2 separate regions of the Zea mays genome follow, and region 2 is linked to region 1. Evidence: chromatin contacts called from public Hi-C data. All regions are on one chromosome and are shown on one strand. Each heading gives the region's core, a stretch centred on a gene start, on an enhancer-like site or on the middle of the called end of the contact. The rest is flanking DNA. Distances are from core to core; before and after follow the strand shown. Region 1 has its middle 65 kb from the start of LOC103631385. Region 2 holds the start of LOC100194230 (Adenine nucleotide alpha hydrolase-like superfamily protein).

The links. A called contact is a pair of places that touch in the nucleus more often than the background predicts.
Region 2: a contact with region 1 is called in a Hi-C map of ear, with 2.2 times the contacts expected there. The contact joins the promoter of LOC100194230 here to the enhancer-like site in region 1. A contact is called at or near these places in 2 of 25 Hi-C or Micro-C datasets (ear and leaf mesophyll).

The regions. Positions count from the first base shown.
Region 1 is chr6:130,556,879-130,564,834 of Zm-B73-REFERENCE-NAM-5.0, forward strand. No RefSeq gene overlaps it. Among protein-coding and RNA genes, the nearest start is that of LOC103631385, 65 kb to the left of the region's middle. Within about 2 kb of position 3,738, at least 7 of the 20 cell types and tissues checked have an H3K27ac peak or open chromatin away from gene starts, as enhancers often do. A contact at or near this core is called in ear and leaf mesophyll, where this site is marked.
Region 2 is chr6:130,863,115-130,871,070 of Zm-B73-REFERENCE-NAM-5.0, forward strand. It overlaps LOC100194230 (Adenine nucleotide alpha hydrolase-like superfamily protein), which reads left to right and starts at 3,325. Exons shown (of 4, transcript NM_001359434.1): 1 at 3,325-3,716; 2 at 4,857-4,975; 3 at 5,088-5,203; 4 at 5,274-5,742. The coding sequence starts at 3,428. The coding sequence ends at 5,553.

The DNA of each region.
Region 1 (7,956 bases), core at 2,488-4,987:
TTACATGCGGGTATGATAACAACGTGCACCTAAGTAATAGTGAACCGACTGAACTTATCTTTCTATAATCATGCCGACTTATCCTCATTTAGCTCCGACGTCTGAGGGCGATGCGCGGGAGAATCGGATCACTGCTGTGGATAATGCTTAAACCCATTGAGCCGTCTGGGCTCGAGTCTATCCCATCTTGCGTCAATCCATTCCGCCAGCGATTCCTCCCCTGGCCCACGAAGGTATGGCCTTACGAAGTAATGAGCCCAAAGCCTTTCGCGAGGCCTTCTAGTGGACCCGGGGGATATCTGTCCCCCACAACTCCAACTAACCAGGTGACGGATATGTGTGACAGATGTTGAACAATGTTTGATTTCGAACTATGTCAATGTTGATGTCAAAGACTGTGAATGTGGATTTCGAACTATGTAAATGTGGATATTGAACTATGATGATATTTGAATCAATGTGGATTTGAAATTATATGTGATGTTGCAATGTGTTTGTGAATGTGAATTGATGTTTGAGAATGTAATTTTGAATGTGATTTCCCTGTATGAGAGTATGTGTGATAATCTGAAAATATGAAATCTGTGTATTTTTGTAAATGTGAGAAATGAAAAAATAGGGGGTTTTCTGCCCTTGCTGGAAACTGTTATGTCCGACAACATTTAATAGCCATCGGAGATAAGACAACCCTTATGTACGACGGCTACTAAAGATCGTTGGACCTTAAACCGGTGAAATTCGATGGCCTCCATGCAAGCCGTTAGACATAAGGCACGCTATGTCCGACAGAACTAAAGGTGTTGTGTAACACCCCTGGTGTTACCAAAACTAAAATTTGGCATGACATCATATGCATTGGCATCTTTGTATTGTAATACACCTAGAATGCATTCACTAGACTCAAAAACAATCTAAGTGTGATGGGGTGATTAGTAGAGAGTAGAAAACCTAGTTGTGAAAAACTCAACTTTGACCTCAAAAGTGGAAATTGTGATCTGGTAATATTTTGCCAAAGGTCAAAATATTAAAGTCATAGAATTTTCTAAACCAAACAAGTTTCATGTGTGGAGATTTCTAAGTTTTATAGTAAAAAGTGGAGAAACACTTGAAACCAATTCTTGACATAGGGTTTTGAATTCTGAAAAACATTAGCAATTAGCTACCTTGGGGACCTTTGTAACTTCTGATTTATAGACAGTTTGAAAGCGGTCATTGTAGCAAAGCTGTAGAGCTATACTAGGTGCATAAACTTGATTAAGTTACTCAGCCCTAAAACCATATGGAATTGTTTGTAAACCTTGCTCCAAAGTGGAATGTTTAATCCTGAAATTCTGACTTAGTGACAGTTCAGAACTCGAGTTTTTGCAGTGTGAAGCAACTTTGGAGGCTTGTTAGTGGCTAATCTATACAGTTCTGGACTTGGGGTATTGTAACAAAGTTGAGATCACATTTTAGTGTATAAGTTTACTTAAGGTACATACCCTTAAAGTCATTTGAAACTGGTAGCAAAACTGTTCCAAAGATTCAAGTTTTAATTCTGGATTCCAGACTTAGTGCAAATTCAGATTCTGAATTTGTGTGTTTGGTCCAATTTGGGAACCCTTTTGTGCTTTATCTGTGAGGCATTAAGCCATACTCCTTGCAACAAAGTTGAAGAGTATCTATTAGGGTACAAGTTTGTTCAAGGAAGATTGGCTTGGTGCTATATAAAAAAATGGAGCAAAAGGTGCTAGAAGATGGGTTGACAGACTGTTAGAGTGTTAGACAGTGAATAGTAACTGAAATCGAGTTTCAGTGTTTGGCTCAACTTTGGAGCTGTGTGGTGCCTGTTCTAGATGGTTTTGGACTGGGATCTTTATAGCAAGTTTTAAGATTATATGTTAATGAGAAAGTCCCTTTAAGTAAGTTTAGTTTGATTCCACACAAAAAGTGAAGAAAAGACTACACCAAAAAGTGGAACTATCAGACTGAGTCTGATTTAGTTTTAGATCACTGAATATGGTCTCTGTAAATTGGGGTTGACTTTGAGGCCTCCTAACCTGTGATTCTTGTGTAATTAGCCCTGGAAGACTATAGTAAAGTTTAAGACCTATAGTTGGTGCACAATGTTGCTTAAGTAAGATAGGTCTGTTCTTATATGGAAAATGGGAGAAAGGGGGAAGGAACTTGGCTCTGTAGTGAACTGAACAAGTTCTGAGCAGTCCAAAAACCTGGAAATATCTCCATCCACTAACTAATCTAGGAAGTGCTGGGTGTGTGGCATGCAAAGGGGCTGGTGTAGAAGAGGGTGTCACCTGCCATTGCTTCACACCACTTGGGATGAACTTGAGGAGGTGTAAAAGTCCATTTCCTAGCTGACTCAGCTAGTTAGCTGCTGCCTTGATGTCCAACATGCAGCAAGGGAGCTTCAACTTTTTTCCTTTGTGTCTTTCTTGGCGTGGTGGACATGCAGAGAGTATGTGGAGCACCCCGGCCGTTGTTTGTCTCTGTGTTAACCCCAGTAAAAACCCCAACAGCCCCAACCATTGTGACTCCTTGCCATTGTAACTTAAGACACCAACCCGAGCTCCCTAGGCCTTTGTTAATTTTCTACTCTCACCGTGCCATGCCCTTCACGTACGTCTAGGTCAGGTCCTCAAGCCCTCTCCACCCCTCTAATTCCCTGTGAAAGCTTGAACACAAAGTGAGCCCTGGCAGTGGTGACCACATCAACAAATCCCTCGACTCATCGTGGCCAGCTTCCCCTGGAAGGTAATATGCTCGGTTTGTTCACATTTCATAACCCATGTGTGATGGTGATGCCCACGATGTTGTCCTTTTGAATGCTACCGTGGTACCCCGACCAAAACGCTGTCGAGTTTTGTCTAGAACGCCGCCGCGGGCCATCTTCACTTCGATCAGCTGAACCATAGTTTCTCCGAGCCAAACCATGTGAGCACCGTGTGCTAGATGGATACTGATGCTCGTTGTAGCTTTAGGTTGAACTCTATCGTATTGCAAATATCCGTCTGCAACCATATTCATGGTTGCAACCAATATCTGCCCGCGATCGTACCCGCGGGTAGATATTTATATCCATGCCTGTGCCCATCGAATTTCGGACGGGTTTTGGATATCCGTCGGATATGGCAGACACAATCATTTATTCAACAATTCAATAGCATAATTAGTCAAATTTCTTCTCAATTCATCATCATACACAATTAAAACTTAATAAAAAGAATTATTATGGGCTTGCGGGCCTCAGTTAGGAGCACTAGAGCTTGGAAGGGCCAACCGTTAGTGGTGCTACGGTCTATGAGACTTAGAAGGGCCACGGGGCACAACACAGGAAGCCAGCAAGACTGTAAGGGGTAGCCAACAGTTGGAAATTGGGAGTATTAGGCGTGGTGGGGTTTATGGTGTTAGGATTTGTTATTTGCTATGTAATATGTGCTAGGCCAAAAAAATACACTATGGGTCAATTTTGGATATCCAACGGATAACCCGCGGGTAGAAGGTAATATCATAATCCGTGCTCGTCCGACTTCGGGTCAGATTCAGGTCTGACCCACGGGTCAAAACATGTATCCATATCTGGCTCCGTCAGGTCGGATATCTGATCGATATTCAAATCTATGGGTCAAATTGTCATCCCTAGGTTTTGGTGCAGTGTCAGAGAGACGCGGGAATAGTGCTCGGGGCTCTTAATTAGTTAGTTGATTCGGCAAGGAGGTTTATGCAAAGCGTGTACCGTGGGCGCGGGCTGCGGCACGGGGCTGATTTTCGGTGCGTCCGTGGGTTGAACCAGTAGCTTTCGGCCTAGCACTGTTGATAGATTTTCCTTTTCTTTTTACTAGTAAGTTGTAAAATCCACTAAAAACTGTAGAAAATGCAAAAAAAATGTGAAACCAAATTTTTAGGGTCCACAAAATTTTGTAGTTTCTGCTAAAGTTATTTTTAGAATTTCTACAGCAGAGAGTAAATTTTAGATAATTAAAAAGTGCTCTTGAAAGGCTTAAATGAATTTTAGAAATAAAAGAAGAGCACCAAAAAATATGAAAATTTGTGGAAAAACTATGTATCACTATATTAGCACTTGGTAAAAAATTGGAACCTGTTTGGAGTTGGTTTGCCCAGAAAACCTTGAAATAGCTAAAAAGAGAAATATTAAATCCACAAATTTAGTGTTAATGTATGTCTAGAAGAAGTTGGACCATATAAATTTGTTGGGTAGCAAGATCAGTGAATTTAAGTATGTGTGACCCTTTGGTTTGTCTAAATAAGTTCAGTTTGGTCACTTTCCTCAGGTTTTATGTTATGTAAGAGTATATGTATACTTGTCATATGCGTTGTTTTGTGGTGTTTATGTTCCCCACCTCTCCCTTGTGAGAGTTTGCATTGCATATCATTACATAGGCATTCATGTATTGTAATTGACTTGTAGAACACTTAGAAGAAGAAGTTGAAGTGGAATCGGAAGAGGAACTAGTTCCTCAATCTGAAGCTTCTCCATCTGAAGTTCCTCCTGAAGGTGCTCTAGTGGGTTTTGCTGCTAACTACAATATACTGGTAGAAGAGTCTGATTCTCCTCCTCATCAAGGCAAGCCCCAGTGCATTTAACAAGTTCCTTGTGATTTCAAAACTTTTATCACTTATATGATGTATTAGGTGATAGGAGTTTAATGATTAAGCCTTTGTTGCATAACTTTCCTTGAACTATTGATTATCATTATTGATACCTGATTTACAAAGCTAAATATTCTTAGTATGCCTATAGATTAGGAACAAAATGTTTTGATGAATGAATCGTGGTTTTTACAAAGAAAATGGGCTTGGAGCAAAGGCCTTGACGACTTAATCATTCAAGCAGGGTACCTCTGACAAGTACAAGTTTTAAAGAATTGTTTAAAATGAGACCAGACGTTGAGCAGGAAAGGTTGCCCGTCTGTGTCGTTTAAGGACCGTAATGATTGTTGGCTTGCATGATCTAGGACCTTTTAATTGGCCACATGCCTCATCATGGGTAAGCTTAGCCTCGACCGGACCAATACCAGAAAGAACAGAGAGATGGTGAGAGTATCATGTATCCACCTAGCAAAAGGCTGGCTGGTGATGTATTGTGCTCTTGGTTGGTGGGAACCCATTATGGTCTTGAGAAACCCAGGTGCGAGTTGACATATGCAAGGGTTAAGTGCTACATATGTCGTGCGGTTGGAGATCCCCATCTGGGTATTAATCCATCTAGATCACTGTTACTTCTCGGATATGAAGACTGGATCACTAACCATCATCGTAGATAAGGAGTAAAACTAGTTTGTTTTATGTAAAAGAAAGCTAGATTAGGCCAAGTGAATGAGCTAGAATAGGATAATCTAGACACAGGTAATATCTTAACTTGAAAAGTAAAAGCTAGCCTAAGGATCAAGTGATAGTAAGCTCTTATGCAAAACTTGAGTCATTGAACATTGATGACCTTTACCTTGATTTCCAAATTAGTTAGCATATCCTTGATAGTCTTTTCTTTAGTCGGGTCAGTCTTGCTGAGTAATTGCGTACTCAGGGTTTCATTCCGTATGTTGTTGCAGGAGAGATTCTTAACACATTTGAAGTCTATTAGGCTCACCATGGATACCTTTTACTTATGTTTCGTTTGTATATGTTCTTGTGCGAAGATGACATCCTCCCAAGTTATGTAATAAGTTAGCACTTTGACTCTACCTCGGGCATGTAATAATTGAAAAGGAAATGTGCCTTTGGGCCATTTCTATAATGTTTCGGTGATTAAGTGCCCAACACATATTTTGAAAACAATAGAGTTAGCACTTTTGATTTGTCCAAAATGCTCTTATTACAAAATTTAGTCTCTTGTGGTGGAGAATTTATGATTATGGGAAAAAAGGGGGAGTTTTTGGCACTTGATCAATTTCACTCTTGGATTATCTCTCTTTATGCCCAAACAGGTGAGTTTGACTTGGAGATAGGAAAATGAATTTGATTTGCAAAAACAAACCAAGTGGTGGCAAAGAATGATCCAAATATGCCAAATTATAGTCAAAAGCAATTTGGTATTCTATTGCATTGATATTGCACTTCTTTCGGTTGCTTATGGTTGTGTTGGCATAAATCACCAAAAAGGGGGAGATTGAAAGGGAAATGTGCCTTCGGGCCATCTCTATAATGTTTCGGTGATTAAGTGCCCAACACATATTCTCTAAGTTCTAAATGTGCCAAAGATTGAAAAAGTGCAAATCAAGACATGAGGTATGTTTCTAGACTTAGTACATTTGTTTTTGAATACTAATGAAGTTATCTAAGTGTTAGAAACAGAGAAAAGAAGAAAAAGAAAAGATTGCAAAAGACTGGCTGTGTGCAGCCGAAGCTCAGCTCAGTCTGGCACACCGGACTATCCGGTGGTGCACCAGACAGTGTCCGGTGCGCCAGACTGGACTCCGGTGAAAAGGTCGCTCTCGAGAAATGTTCTGCAGCGTATGGCTATAATTCACCGGACTGTCCGGTGGTGCATCAGACTGTCCTGTGAGCCAACGGTCGCTAGCGCAACGGTCGGCCGCGCAATCTGCGGGCGACGCGTGGCCCATGCCAACGGTCGGCAGGGGGCACCAGACTGCCCGGTGAGCCAACGGTCGCCAGCGCAACGGTCGGCCGCGCAATCCGTGGGCGACGCGTGGCCCGCGCTAACGGTCGGCATGGGGCACCAGACTGTCCGGTGTGCACCGGACAGTGTCCGGTGCGCCAACTGCCCCGGAGCTGCAACGGTCATCTGCGCCAGAAAAGGAAGGAGATCGGCACCGGACCGTCTACAATGACTGTCCGGTGGCGCACCGGACTGTCTGATGCGCCACTCGACAGAAGGCAAGGATGGCCTTCCTTGTTTGCCTCCAACGGCTCCTAGCTACCTTGGGGCTATAAAAGGGACCCCTAGGCGCATGGAGGAGCTACCTAAGCTTACAAGAAACATTCTAAGACTCCAAGACTCCAACTTTATGCATTCGATTATCTAAGATAGTGACTTGAGTTCCATTTGAGTTGTGAACTCCGCGCGTTGTGTTTTGGGCTCAAGTTGTGACTTGTGTGCGTGATTGTGCTGTGGATTTGAGTCTTGTGTGTGTTGCTCTCCCTCCCTTACTTCTGTGCTTCTTTTGTGATCATCATTGTAAGGGCGAGAGGCTCCAAGTTGTGGAGATTCCACGCAAACGGGAGAAAGACTAAGAAAGGAAAAACCGTGGTATTCAAGTTGATCATAGGATCACTTGAAAGGGGTTGAGTGCAACCCTCGTCCATTAGGACGCCACAACGTGGAAGTAGGCAAGTGTTACTTGGCCGAACCACGGGATAAAATTGCGTGTATCTTGTGTGCTTTCTCTTTGATTGTCTGTGTTCACAAGAGCTCGTTTCAAGCTACTTAGCCATTCTAACTTTCATAACTAAGTTTTGTGGCTATTAGTGTTGAATTTTACAGGATCACCTATTCACCCCCTCTAGGTGCTCTCAATTGGTATCATAGCCGTTCTCATCACGTAAGGGACTAATCGCCCGAAGAGGTGGATCCTAATGGAAAAGGGATGGTGGACGACAAGGAAAAGGAGTCCTTCCTCAACGAGCCTAGAGACGACAAGCCAACCGACTCAGGCTCGAGTCATAAGAAAAGAGACGAAAAGAAGAAGAGGCGCATCAAGAAGATCATCTACTACGACAGTGATGCCTTGTCTTCTTCACCACACGACAACGACGACTCCTCTTCAAAGAAGAAAACGGTTAATCAAAATTACTCTTTTGACTATTCTCGCATGCCATACAATTCGAATGCACATTTACTCTCTATTCCACTAGGAAAACCTCCACACTTTGATGGAGAAGACTACTCATTTTGGAGTCATAAAATGCGTAGTCATCTATTTTCTCTCCATCCTAGCATTTGGGAAATAGTGGAAAATGGGATGCATTTTGATAGCACTG
Region 2 (7,956 bases), core at 2,075-4,574, 310 kb after region 1:
GCACAAGTACGTGGCACCATCCACAACGGCGACGAGAGACTGCCGGTGAGTGAGAGGCGCAAAGGAGTAGGGAAGAGGGGCACAATCATGAGTAGCTTCAAAAAAAGCTCAACGAAGCAACAAATCGAATGGAGGAAGTCCGCCAGACATTTGGTGACGGAGAGGAATGCAGTAGCAGAAGGGGTTATGATGGCGGCTTGTTATGACGAGGGAAGGGGACATGAGATGAGGAGGAATTATAGAGGAAGTCAAGAGTGAAAGTCGCCTAGAGGGGGGGTGATTAGGCGTAATCTAAAATTTACAACTTTAAACACACACTACAAGTCGGGGTTAGCATTAGAACTTAAATCAAGTCCGGGAGAGAGGGAAAACAAATCAAATGGAAATTAAGCGAATGAACACGATGATTTGTTTTACCGAGGTTCGGTTCTAAGGAACCTAGTCCCCGTTGAGGAGGTCACAAAGACTGGGTCTATTCCAACCCTTTCCCTCTGTCAAACGGCCACGTAGACCGAGTGAGCCTTTCCCTTAATCAATCGGGTCACTAAGACCCCACAAGAACCACCACACACTTGGTATCTCTTGCTTTGATTACACGTCACTTGAGAACAAGAATGAGAAAGAAGAAAGGCAATCCAAGAGGCAAAAGCTCAAAAGAACACGAAATCACTCTCTCACAAGTCACTAAGTATTTGAGATGAATTTGAAACTTGGAGAGGCTTTGATCTTTTGAATTGTGTCTAGGAGTGAATGCTAGAGCTCTTGTATTGAATGTGATATTCATAAATCTTGGATGCTTGGAGTTGTGGTGGTTGGGGGTATTTATAGCCCTCAACCACCAAAGTAGCCGTTGGGGAGGTTGCTGGCGATAGGCGCACCGGACAGCCCGGTGCCCCACCGGACATGCCCTGTTCACTGTCCGTTGCGTCGCCACATCACCCAATCGTTAGGGTTCAGAGCGAAGTCGACCGTTGGGGCTTTGTCTCCTTGCGGCACCGGACAATCCGGTGCCACATCAGACACTGTCCGGTGTGCCTTTGACTCTGCGGCTCTGACTTTGCACGCACTGTTCTTCACTGTTACTGTCAGCGGCTTTTGCAGTCGACCGTTGGAGTGAGTAGCCGTTGCTCTGCTGGCACACCGGACAATCCAGTGGCACACCGGACAGCCCGGTGAATTATAGCGTTGCGTGGCTCAGTTTTCCGAGAGTGGCTGGTTCATCTTCGTAAGGACATGGTGCACCGGACACTGTCTGGTGGCACACCGGACAGTCCGGTGCGCCTGTCCACAGCACACTCAAGTCCTTTTTGCTCTTTTTGAATTGGGTCCCTAACTTGAATATTTATTGGTTTGTATTGAACCTTATGCACCTGTAAAACATGTATTCTAGAGCAAACTAGTTAGTCCATATGTTTGTGTTGGACATTTAACCACCAAAATTAATTGTAGAAAAATGTTAACCCTATTTCCCTTTCAAAGAGGAAGCTTAGAAAGTGGCAGTCTGGCAGATTGGAGGGAGGAGCGGTGAGAAGGTTGAATCATAGCAGACGACGTAAAGCTCCAATTAATGGTGGCAATGGCGAGTTGCAGCAAATATGGTTAGGAGTAGGGATGTAGGGACCGATGAAGCGTTATATATGTGAGGAGAAGCGAGAACACGAGCACGAGCGTGAATTCACTGTGACCGGTGTCATAGTATCCGCACGGGTGGTGAGCACCACCATGGGTGGCCAACTAGAAGAGAGGAAGGGAAGGGGGGGCGTCCGACACCTCGCTATAGGGCCTAGGACAACATGAAGCGACACGCAGAGGCTGACATGCGAGCCGAGAAGAGAAAAAAGTTTAAAATTCAAAACTTTAAAATCAGTTGCTATAAACTTTACCTAAAAATAAGCATTAGAAAGGTAAAATAAGAGGATCCCGTATCCGTCAAGAACATCCACATAGCTATTTTAGTTTGATCGCAACTTAAAAGGACAAAAAACGCTCAATTTCGAATCTTGTACGAATTTTTAGGTTGATCAAATAATTCCTAAAAACTGAGCAAAATTTTTTTTGTGAAAATCATGTTTTGTCATTGAGTATTTTTTAATGTAACAAAGCACATCAAAAGCCACATTGTAAAAATTCTGAATTACTAACTATAACGACGCTCATTTTTTTATGCTAACGATAACTGTAATGGTCTAGACGTACGTAGGATAAAGAGGTTTAGTAATTGGCTTTTATCATAAATATAGCAGCTAGGACAAGAATGCCGCGCAAGTCTGTCCCAAGGGCGGGCACATAGGAGGCTGGAGAGGGCCCAAAAGCTAGCGGTCTGTGTAGTACAACGCGTATAGAACAAGCCCACTCCTCAGAGCCCATTGGGCCTGTACCGACCCCGAACAAACAAGAAGTAGGTCCCGCCAGGGCCTCATCCAGAAACACAACACAGCCCATTGGTGCGTTGGCTAAGAATACAGCCCAGGTATGCTACGCAGGCTGCCTCGGCGAGGTGTCCGGCGAACGGTTCAACGATGCCGTGTGGTGCCATGCCACAGCCTGATCCGCGAGCATATTCCACTCCCGGTCCACGCCTTGCACAATCAATCAATCATCATCATCTATGTGTAAATATATATATGTGCATGCATTACTATTACTATTCTTAACACAATGGGCGATGTTCCTATATATATATTCTACGTGCCCCAGCGTCAGAACTAATAAACCATCCATTTCTTTGTACCAGTCATCAACTGCATGAGCGAGGACATCTTTTGGTACGGTGGAGATGGAGGACAATCGCCCAATCTGTTACAAGTGTGTTGTGCTTGTGCCTAGGCAAGCTGGCCTTGCTAGTAAAGATCGGATACTAGTTGTTTCAAAAGTATGATCTGCACTATAGAGTGTACTGTTCGCAGAGTTTGTTTGAATATGAGTATGAGTAAGCTGCTGAAGGTAGTCTTAGGGATTGTTGCTGAAGGTAGTCTTAGGGATTGTTTATGAGCAGTCTGTTGTAGGTTCAGTTTTTTTAGGAATTTTTTAACAACAACCTCAATAAAACGCTTTAGGAAATAAATTTTTAGTGTTCTTTTGAAGTTGCTCATCATAATATCAGTAGGATCAGATTACCATTTCACAGATGAACACATTACCAGCGCAGCCAGCAGAATTTGTGTACAAACCTTTGCTAGCTGCAGGACCCAGCGACCGAACAAGAACAACAGTATATACCTCGAAAATATCACAAGAATAACATCCCAGCCCAGAGCCCCAGACGACCAAATATATATATCTTCGTCCAGCACGGCCGTACACACACCGGCACCACGCGCCAGACGACGACTCCTGCTCCTGCTCGATCGTCTTCACATCCCTCTACCTCACGTCCTCACCTGGCCAGGGCCCGGCGGCCGGGTTAATCCAAGGCGCGCGCGCGTGCATGGCAGAGGCCGGTGGCGGTGGCGTCGACCAGGACGCCGGTAGCCTGCCGAGCCACACCAACGGTGTTGGCGGCGGCGGCAGCAGCACGTGGGAGATAGAGGAGCTGGAGCCGGATGACGGAAGACCGCCGCGGAGCGTCCCGGTCGCCGACGACGTGTACGTGGCGGTCGGCAGCGGCGGCTCCAGCATGGCGGCTCTGTCCTGGGCGCTGCGCCGCCTCGCCAAGCCGCGCAGCTTCGTCTACCTCGTCCACGTCTTCCCCGTCGTCACCAGCATACCCACCCCATGTGAGCCTACTACTGCTTGGTCTCTCTCCCCTCTTCTGCTTCTGCCTCATCATCTTCGTTTCTTCTACTAAATAACATGTCGTACTACTGATTTACGATTGATGATTATAACTTCATCACTAGAATAATTCAGATTGTTGCGTGTACTGATCAGTAGTGTTCCCTGACTGGGGATCCAGATCAAACTGCTTCCTCGATCCGAAATTCTAGCCCAATGTTTCCTCAAGCCCAACCTCAACATCGAAACAACTAACGCTGTAATTTGCAAACGAAGCCTTGTTTCCAAGCGATAAAAGATGTGGCCTCACGTCCGGACTAGTTTTTTTTTTTGCTCGCGTGGTTGAAACTTTCAAAGGTGTCGTCCTCACAAATTAAAGCCGGAATTTTCTTCATGGAGGCTTTTGTAAATTACATTGGGTTTAGCCCCGTCGCAGATCTGCAACAGCAAAATTCCAAGCCGTTGATGCTGACCTCGTAGCCTAGCTAGCCTAGGAGTCGTCGGAGACGCGAACAAAGCCACACATCATATCAGCATGGTGTTAGGTAGGTCCTGTGGCTCCTAATTGTAGGAGTATTTTTCTTTCTATGTTTTCTTTGGCAAACCAGTAGTAATAATGGGATCTGTTTGATCATCCCGTGAAATTATTGGGTTCTACTTCTAATCAAGCTGTTTCCATCGAAACACTTGGGTTTTAATCAGAGTCCTGTCCTGTGGGCGGTTCCATCAGACCTCACCTCACCTGGGTGAAGCACTCGGAATAAAGATAATATGCATTCATTATTTGAGATCCTGACAGCGAGTGCCAACGAGATTCGTGGACCATATATATACAGCGTACAGGAATACTGGAATGCCAAAGAAAAAAAAAAGCAGGTTTCTGAATGTGTTACTTACTGCCCATATGCTGCGTCTGACTATATATATTTAAGCAACATTCAGTTTAAGGGTTTGTTCGGTTAGCTCTCAATCCATATGGATTGAGTGAGATTGTGTGAGTTTAAATCCCAACCAAGTCAAATTTATTCTTAATTTTTTCCAATTTCATCAAATTCATGGGTAACTGGATTAACCGAACAAGCCTAAAAGGTAATAAATCCGTATTAACGAACCTGACACCGTCGTCTCGGTTTCTGAAATAGTAGGAATGATGCCTAAGAGCCAAGCAAGCCCGGAGCAGATCGAAACGTACCTGAACCAAGAGAGATCGAAGAGGCGAGACATGCTGCAGAAATTCTTGGACCAGTGCCGCGAGATTCAGGTAAGCAGCAGCCGGACCAGTTCTTGTTTCTCAAGCTCTTGCTTTGAGTTGGAGAAGAAGAAGAGAAAAAACTCAACACTCGAACTTGTTCCTGTTCTCTTCCCATACGCAGGTTACCGTTGACGTCTACCTCATCGAAAGTGATCAGATTGCTAACGCGATCATCGAGCTTGTTCCTGTTCTTCGCATAAGTCAACTGGTACTAGGCGTCTCAAAGTCAAATGTGCGGTAAGGTCTACCAGCTGGCTTTCAAGTAAACAGAACACACGAAACTGGCTTTCAAAATGGACACATGCAGGAAGCTGAAGAAAGGAACCACGATAGCAGGACAGGTACACAAGGGCGCACCTCTCTACTGCGAAGTCAAGATCATCTGCGACGGCAAAGAGGTGACGACTGCTGACCCAACGCCACCGCTGTCACCTTCCCCTGTTAACAACAACAGCAGCAGCAGCAGATCCAACAACCCGACACCACCGTCGTCTACGCCGAATCATGATACAACAGCTGCAAACGGTGACAGGAAAGACAGAGAAAGAAGGAAAATCACAAAGTTCCTGAGATGTTTCTCGCTATGAATTTGTGCCCACATTCCTGCTTCATTAATTTACCTTCTCAGAGCTAGCACATTTGTATGCATCGTGATTGGGCATCGTAATTTTGTGATCAACATTTTTACTAATGTTTTTGTTACACGAAGTTCTTGGTTTCTTGTGTAGACAAATGAGATTTTCATGTATGTGCGGAAACACTTTAGCATTTTTTTCAGTTTTGTTGTTGTTGTTGTTAGAAGTCAAACTTGAGATGTTTTGGCACTCCAATAAAGTTGGATTGAGTCTTCTTCATATCTTCTATTTCTTCAATCTCTGACTTCTCCCGTCCATCCTTCACTAGGAACAGACGATAGGCATTATGCTCGTAAACTATGTCCCGAGTGTGCATATAACTGGAAACAATGTTAAAAACAATCATTGTCGTTTGTGTTGCATCGGTACGTTGCAAAGTGGTCTATTCAAGCTGAAGGATGTTCTCAGTGAGCGCATGATGGTTGTTGGTGTAATTATGAACAAATGTAAAGGTCTATTTGTAAAGTAGTGAAGTATAATGGAGGGGAAAAGGTGCTGTGAAAGTAACACACACCAGAAAAACTACATAGTATACAGAGCTAGGTTTCTCCACTCCCGCAGCCCGCCGCCGCTCCCACAGCCCGCGCCCCGACGCGCGCAGCCCACGCCGTTGCTGGCCCCGACGTGCGCCGCCTCCTCCCAAAGCGCGTGCACCGCCACGTCGCCTGCGCCGCTCCCGACGCGCGCAGCCGGCCCCACCGCATAGAAGGCAAAGGGAGTGACGAGAGCGAAGAGCAGCGGCTCACCGTCTCCGCATGGGCCGGCTAGGCACAGTCGCGCGGTCACCAGCAGCAGACCGCATCGAGTCGCCAACCGCAGCGCCCTGCCACCTCCACGCATCGCCACTCCGACGAACGAGCTGCTGCTAACTTGCGTCTGCATCCTGTCTACACGGAGGCTGAAACAGGAGGAAAGGAGGAGAGGAGGACGAGATCTACGAGTGGAGTAGAGAGCTCGAGAGGCTGCGGTCTGAGTGGAGAGCTCGAGAGGCTGCGAGAAAGGAGTCGAGTGTGTGACTCTGTGCTTCTGTAAAAATGAGTACAGAGGAGGCTGCGAAGAAGACAGAAATTGATGGTAGTGGTTCAGGAGGGATTACAAAGAGTGAGATGATGAGTGAAATGAGAAGTATCATCCAGGAGCTCATGGGGTTAGGGTTGATTGGTGCTAGGGCAAATATAGGTACATCTGAGTTGAAGTTGGAACTTGTGCCTAATGATGTGAAGCTAGAAGGTAGTAAGAATTATCTAAGCTGGTCTAGAAGAGTGCGTGTACTCCTAGGAGGCAAGGGAGTGGAGCATTATTTGGAGGAGACATGTGTTGAGCCGATTGATAAGCTCGACGCAGAATGGAGAATCTGGCAGGAGACAAACTCTGTGATAGTTGCATGGTTACTGGCATCCATGTCTCCCACTGTTAGCAAGAGGGTGGAAGCCATGCGTACTGCATCACAAATCTGGAACACCTTGAGTAATATATATTCTCGAAAGGGGAATGTGATGGTGATGATGGAAATTCAGAACAAGGCAGATGCAGTAAAGCAGATGGGGAGACCAGTGGAACAATATGCTAGTGAGCTCCAGCACTTATGGGGAGAGCTGGATCATTATGCTCCTCTCCAAATGGTTTGCCCACAGGATGCACAAATGGTTCATAAGTGGGTAGAGGATAGGAGAGTGACCCACTTTCTAAAGAATCTGGATTCTGAGTTTGAGAGCAGGAGAGCAGCCTTTTGTCACCAGGAGAGTCTTCCTACCATGGATGAGGTTGTGTTTGCCATGATAGATGAAGAGAGCATACTTTGAGTGATGAGTAGTGGTAATCATGTGAAGCCAGCATACGTTGCAATTGAGGATAGAGAATGCTATAATTGTGGGGAAAGGGGACACCTAAGTTACAATTGTCCCAATCCTAGAGGAAATGGTGGCAGGGGAGGATCTCGTGGAGGACAAGGTGGTAATCGTGGTCGTGGGAGCTATGGAAGAGGTCGCGGAGGTCGTGGTAGAGGCTGTGGTGGCTCCAGGGCCAACATAGCTACCGCTGAAGAGAGTCTCTCTATTACTCTGTCTAGGGAACAAGCTAAGCAATGGGAGCAGTGGCAGAAGGGCAAGTCTTCCGAGTGCCTCACTTCACCTGATGGGCAAGCCACCAACTCCTTCGGTAACTTTGACAACTACGCCCACATGGGCGAAGGTACTCAGGCACAAACTTTTGCATCCTCATGTAGGCATCACATAGATTGGATCATAGATTCAGGAGCATCAAAGCATGTGACTGGCATGTCCACCCCTTTCAAAACATATATTCCTTACACACATTCTGAGTCAGTTCAAATTGTTGATGGTACATCTCAACAAA